2 separate regions of the Danio rerio genome follow, and region 1 is linked to region 2. A link is a contact called in public Hi-C data. All regions are on one chromosome and are shown on one strand. The core of a region is the stretch at or near the end of the contact, and the rest is flanking DNA. Distances in the headings are between cores, read along the strand shown.

Region 1 (3,571 bases), core at 920-3,419, 170 kb before region 2:
TTTTCTTGCAAGTTATACCTGTAATTCTGAGGGGAAAAAAGAAGTCGGGATTACATGAAGTAAAGTCAGAGTAATACTATATTAATTCAGGGTCAAACTTTAAGTTAAGGTACAATTCTTGCTATAAAACAGACTTTAAATGAAGTACTAATTTGCTGCTTAATATGTATAGTTGGGTTTGGGTATAGGAATGTAGAATAAGATCATATAAGTGCCATTTACAGCCAATATCTTGATAATAAGCATGTAATAAGCCAGTAATTAATAGTGGGAATCAGTATAAACTAAAGTGCTACCAAATTCAGAATTGTGAGATATAAACTCAACATACCCTCTCATGTTTTTGCACTTAAGAGTTTATATCTTGCATTTTAAAAATTGACATAAGTGTTTGCTCATAATTTTGTCTGTATTGTACATAATTTAAAGTTTAAACTTTGTCTAAATAATTTTTTCCCTTTAAAATTGTTAGATATAAACTTATGAGAAAACAAGCCCAAACTGTGAGACAGAGTAATTGCAAAAAAATAATTCATTTTAATAATACATTTTTTTGTCGTTCTCTCTGCATTAATTTTAAATACAATTTCAAGTTTAAACGTTCTCTAAATATTTTCTTTCTTTTAAAATGGTGAAAGATAAACTTGCTAGAAAACAAGTCAAAACTTTGGAACAAAACTTTTGTTTTTTTCTGTGTTGTTTCTGTATTAATGTTGACTTTGTTTTAAAAACAATTTCAAGTTTGATTTTTCTAAAAAAAATTTTGCTCTAAAACTGAGATATAAATGCAAGAATACAAGTTAAAATATAGACATAATTAGTACTAAAAACTTGCAAAAAAAAAAAATCACAATTGTATGCTTTTTCCAAGTTTAAGCTTGCTCTAAATATTTTTTCCTTTAAAATGTGAGAGATAAACTTGCAAAACACAGACTATAGTAGTTGCAAGAAAATATATCAGAATTGTATGTTTTTTTCCAAGTTTAAGCTTGCTCTAAATATACATTTACATTTACATTCAGTCATTTAGCTGACCCTTTTATCCAAAGCGACTTAAAAATGAGGACAAGGAAGCAATTTACACAACTATAAGAGCAACAATGAATAAGTGCTGTAGGGAAGTTTCAGGTGTGTAAAGTCTAAGAAGGAAAGCATTAGTAGTTTATTATTTTTATTTATTTATTTTTTTTGTAATTAGTGGAGGAGTCAGAGAGGGAGTTGCATATTAGTAAGGAAAGTGGAGACTAAATAGAAATTGTGAGAGATCAACTTTCAAGATATAAACTAGTAATTGCATGTAAATAAATCAGAATTGTATTCTTTTTTCAAGTTTTAGCTTGCTCTAAATATTTTTTCCCTTTAAAATTGTGAGAGATAAACGTTCAAGATATAAACTAGTAATTGCATGAAAATAAATCAGAATTGCATGCTTTTTCAAGTTTCAGCTTGCTCTAAATATACTTTTTTCTTTAAAATTGTGAGAGATCAACTTGCAAGACACAAACTAGTAATTGCAAGAAAATAAATACTAATTTTATGCTTTTTCCAAGTTTCAGCTTGCTCTAAATATATTTTTTCCTTTAAAATTGTGAGAGATAAACTTTCAAGATATATAACTAGTAATTGAAAATAAATCAGAATTGCATGCCTTTTTCAAATGTAAGCTTTTGAAAACAAATACTTTTTCTTTAAAATTGTGAGAGATTAGCTTGCAAGACACAAACTAGTAATTGCAAGAAAATAAATACTAATTTTATGCTTTTTCCAAGTTTAAGCTTGCTCTAAATATTTTTTATTCTCCTTCAAAACTGTGAGACATAAACTTGCATGACACAAACTAGTAATTGCATGAAAATAAACCCGAATTTAATGCATTTTCATTGATTGTTTTCTTTGTATTGTGAGTTGCAACGTAGGGCTTGTGCGAAAAACTAATTACCTTTTCATTCACCGGCGGAAACGTGTTTTTTTTTTCCTTTTTTTCAGAACAGAAGTGCGAAGCCACCAGCTGAGAAGCAAAGCTGTGAGTTTCTATGGCGAAGCTGCAGAGCGGCTGGAGCTGGAGCTCTTTTAGCGGTCACTGTCCCTTTAAGAGTGCGCGCTCTAGGGTGGCGCTTTCCTCCGCAAGGGCTTCTTGATATTAATAGTGTTGGTGTCTTGAAACTGACGTAATGCTTGGAGTCTGAGGTCCTGACAAGCGATAACATTTCTGATAAAGAACTGAGATCACTGCAAAAACCAGCCTCCTTTTTTCCACCCCAGACTCAGGCGTTTTTTTACTATCAAACACAGTCTCCCAAGATTTCACGTGTACAGGAGCAATTCGCAATCTTACATCCCCATAAAAAAGAAATCATTGCCCGAGATCAACAAACAAACAACACAAAGACGCTCCATGGCTCACGCCAAAGCTCCACCATCTTTCAGACTGCAAAGACTATTGCAATTTAATCAACAGGTAAGGAGAAAGCGAATCAATGAGCATTGCGATCACGGCAGAAGAACGATGTGCGTTTTAGCCTGTAGTTCCTGATGTCTTTTAGGGGTGAATGTTATGTAATGTTGAGAGAAGGGCGAAGGGATTTGCTGCTGCTGAATCAGTTGAGTGCTGCTACTTTGCAAATGCAAAAAAATAAGAGCGGATTTCGACGTGCCATTCGCGAAATTGTCGCCAGTTTAATTCGTAGCTCCCAGTAGTTTTTCTTAGAGGTGTTTTGCTCTCCTTCCCATTTCTCTTCAGCCATTTCACGCCGTGTTGCAACGCGTTTTGCGCAAGATATTATCCAGAATGTAGTAATAATGTAAGCCGCGACCGGGGCGCATTGTTTACGTGTAAACCGGCGCGCTAAAGTAGCTAATGGCTTCCCAACTCAAGTTCTACAAAGTTTCATCAAGTGTGTAGGCTACTGTTTTTTTTTGCGTAAATGATGATGCTTCGAGCTGAATGGCGCTTTCCACACAAACTTCGAAAACTTTCCGTAACTGATGTACGATAAGAAAACGCGTAGGCATGGCAACGCGCTGAACGTTACACTTCATTTTCCACACACAAAGAAGTTCGCAGTTGTTTACATGACAGTCCGCGGATCCTAACAGGCTTTTTAATCGACATTTTGCGGTTTTTGTTGTGGAAAGATGTGCTCTTCGAGGCGATGGAGACGCGCGGCACGTTTCTGAGGAAAACTTTGTGAATAGCGGTAACTGACTGTGGGTATTTTCCTCATTTGGATGTTTCTTTGTTAACCTGTAAAAGTTAACTCGTGGGAAACAGTTTTCAGTATTTGCTTTAGCGTCTTTGTGGGCAACTTTCGCACTTAGGTGTGTTTTTGGGGGGCTGTAGTTCACAAAGTTTCTTGTGGCGTGACCATAGTGGCGTGATGGAGCTTATCACTCTCTCCCTTTCTCTAAAACAAAACTTTCTCGACTGAAGGAATTTAAATAAGTCTGTTTTAATCCGCTAATATGAAGGCATGTGTGTGGATTGTGTCCATTTTCTATTGACACATAGTCGTTTTCTTCTTATCGTTTGCTTTCTGATGTTATCAGTCAGACAGTAGGAACATATTTGATA
Region 2 (3,578 bases), core at 811-3,310:
TCATTATTATTTTATCATTATATTTTTATAAGACCATAAATCAGGGTATTGTTTATGTATGAATGCCACACATCGAGTTAAATGATCTTTAATTTTAAACATTAAATAAAATTTAATTTGTTTGTGTTAAAAAAAGTTTGTTTATTTGATATTTGTCTCTAAATATCCAGAATATTAATAAACAAAACAAAAACAAGTGCACTCATATTCCTCTCTGAAAAAAGCAACAATAACTGAGAATGTAAGGTGAAGATGTTTATGTAAATTAACATTTGTTTGTTTTCAACAATAAGTGAAGTTTCATAAACTAATTTTGAGAGGAGCATGTGATATGATTGAGCATGACCGGCTGCTCATCTGTAATCAGTAATAATCCAATCAGAGTGATCCCAGCTTACAGTAAATGGATGGCTTTTCCCTACTGCTCTATCTTCGTTTTTGAAGAATCCCCCCTTCTACCCCATCTCCTCCTTTTCCTCCCTTTTCTAAGGGGAGCTCTCGAGACTTACCTGATCTCGGATCCCCTAATATGCTTATTGACCGAGTGGGAGCCTTGGGCTCAAGCATGTCCGAGCTCAGGGTTCTCTCCTGGGACAGCATGCCAAACCTGCTATTAACGCTAAGCATATATAAGTGGGAACTCTTGAGTTCAACATGGCAAGTTGACTATACTGAATTTCTACACATTGAATCAATAGCCTGAGGTCACATTGTGTATTTATTGACTTTTCTAAAACTGACTTTTCTGAGTGATTTACGTACGATGTAAGATGTTCTTTCATGTCTATTTATTTGGTAACACTTTACGTAGTACTATAACATTTAGTGCTATAACTGGAAGTAAAGATATGCCATACTGTATAAAATATTTACTAACTTATTATATATAACATTATATATAAATATAATTATATACAGTTGAAGTCTGAATTATTAACCCCCCTTTTGATTTTTTTCCCTCAATTTCTGTTTTACAGAGAGATTTTTCAACACATTTCTAAACATAACAGTTTTAATAACTCATCTCTAGTAACTGATTTATTTTATCTCTGCTGTGATGACATTTATAGGCTTAACTACGTTAATTAGGTTAACTAGGCAGGTTAGGGTAGTTAGGCAAGTTATTGTATAATGATGCTTTGTTCTGTAGACTGTTGATAATTTTGACCTTAAAATGGTGTTTAAAAAAATTTAAAACTGCTTTTATTCTAGCCGAAATAAAACAAATAAGACTTTCTCCAGAAGAAAAAATATTATCAGACATACTGTGAAAAATTCCTTCCTCTGTTAAGCATCATTTGGGAAATATTTAAAGAAGAGAAAAAAATAAAAAAGTCAAAGTGCTCCAGGATTGGCCAGCACAGTCACCAGGTATAAACATTATTGAGCATGCCTGGGGGAAGATGGAGGAGGCATTGAAGATGAATCCAAAGACTCTTGATGAGCTCTGGGAGTCCTGCAAGATCGCTTTCTTTGCCGTTCCAGATGACTTTATTAATCAGTGATTGGAGTCATGTCAGAGATGTATGGATGCAGTCCTCCAAGCTCATGATGGAGTCAGACACAATATTCATTCTGTCTCCACTGCAGCAGGACTTTATATTCTATACTGGACATTATTTCTGTTCAGTGACAAGACTTTAGTCTAAGCAAAGTCAGACCTTACTGTCCTAATCAAATCATTCAAAATCAAGCCATGATCATATTTTATTTGGGTAAAATAAGCGTCATCTAGAGGCCTTTGCCTTTCATATAAGCCACTTCTGATACCAAATGATCAACTAGAAGTCAACTTATTTGTTGTTCCTAAAGCTTGGATAGGCCACAAGACCAGTGTCAGGTAGTGGTGTACGCTGTGTGTATCTGTGGATGTGATGTAGTGGGCATTCGCATTGTGACAGCGCAGTGAGTGAGTTGAAACTCCTCCAGAAAGGCCTCATCTGATTTCTTACGGGAATGTAAACAGTGTTTTCAACAGCTCGCCTCGTCTGGTATCAATCACGTTCAGGCTTCATGACTAAAGGCTGCGTTTCTGTACTGCTAAAATATGGCTGTAAGTTAATGTTGTGTGTGACAGTTGCGGTCAGAGGGAAAAGAGAGACAGCGGATGGAAAGAGAGAGAGACGGGAGGGATAGACACGGAGAGGAAGAAAGCCAGAAATAAACACACAAACCCAGGAAGATGTTGCTCTGTTAATTGGACACAGATAAGCCAGAGCCGCCGTGTGGAGATGAATGCAGAGGTGTGCGTGTGTGTGTGTGTGATAGTGTGCATGTTTTTGTGACATATCAGGACACAAATCTGTAAAATAGCACAGGTTTGACACAGGTTTTACTGGAAGGTGGCGCATTATGAGGACATTGCTGACGTCCTCACTTCTCCAGAAGCTTTGAAATCACACAGTGAGTTTTTTCGTTGTGCTGTGAGTGTGGGTTTAGGAGTAGTGTAGAGTTAAGCCAATACAAAATACAGTCCGCACAGTAGAAAAACAATGACAACCTATGGATGTCCCCACAATTCACAAAAACAAACACGTATGTGTGTGTGCGCATAAATTCTGCAGGAGGGAAATAATGGAGCTCCTCAAGGCCAGTGTCATGGCAACGGCTGGATCATCAGGCCAGCGGTGTGGGCTCAAAGAGCAGCGCCGAGACCACCACTGCTTTCATTACCCTCAGCTGACTACACACACATACACATACTTTTTCTCACACACAATCACAGACTCGCTCACACAAACGTGTGCAAACGCGCGCACACACACACACACACACACACACACACTTTCACACACAAACACTTTTTTACACACAAACACTTTCACGCAGACAAACACACACTATACAAACACACTATTTATCACAGACAAACACACACACACACACTCTCGCAAATACAAACACACACTTTCTCTCAGACTCTCGCACAAACTTTTTACATGCAAACACACAATCTCACAAACAGACACACACCAAATACACGCTCGCGCACACACTTTAAACACACAGATATGCATAATCTCTCTCAAACAAGCACACACACACACACACACACACACACACACACACACACACACACACACTCTCTCTCACACACACAAACATGTAAAAAGATGTAATTAATTATTGACGCTAAGCTTGATTTTTAGCATCATTACTTTAGTCTTAAGTGTCACATGACCTTGTACTCTTTGTGGTATGCTGTATAACCAATATGCTATTATTATTATTGTTGTTATTATTATTATTATTATTATTATGATTATTATGATTATTATTATTATTGCTATTATTATTATTGTTATTGTTATTATTATTGCTATTATTATTATTGCTATTATTATTATTATTATTATTATTATTATTGCTAATTTATTATTATTTTTGTTATAATTGTTATTATTTTTTCTATATTTATTATTATTATTATTGCTATTGATATTATGATTAGTATTACTATTGTTATTATTATTGTTTTTATTAGTAATATTGATGTTATTCTTATTATTATTATTATTATTATTATTATTATTGGCAATATGCATAACATTAATCATTTTAAAATACAAAAAATGACC

The links. A called contact is a pair of places that touch in the nucleus more often than the background predicts.
Region 1: a contact with region 2 is called in a Hi-C map of embryo, with 1.6 times the contacts expected there. The contact joins the promoter of trps1 here to the enhancer-like site in region 2. A contact is called at or near these places in 1 of 18 Hi-C or Micro-C datasets (embryo) and 1 of 4 datasets of contacts at active chromatin or transcription factors (caudal fin).

Annotation. Positions count from the first base shown.
Region 1 is chr19:48,498,144-48,501,714 of GRCz12tu, reverse strand. trps1 (trichorhinophalangeal syndrome I) reads left to right here and starts at 2,169. Exons shown (of 8, transcript NM_001177934.1): 1 at 2,169-2,458.
Region 2 is chr19:48,325,988-48,329,565 of GRCz12tu, reverse strand. All of the region lies in intron 6 of trps1 (trichorhinophalangeal syndrome I), which reads left to right. Among named protein-coding and RNA genes, the nearest start is that of trps1, 170 kb to the left of the region's middle. Within about 2 kb of position 2,060, at least 11 of the 62 cell types and tissues checked have an H3K27ac peak or open chromatin away from gene starts, as enhancers often do.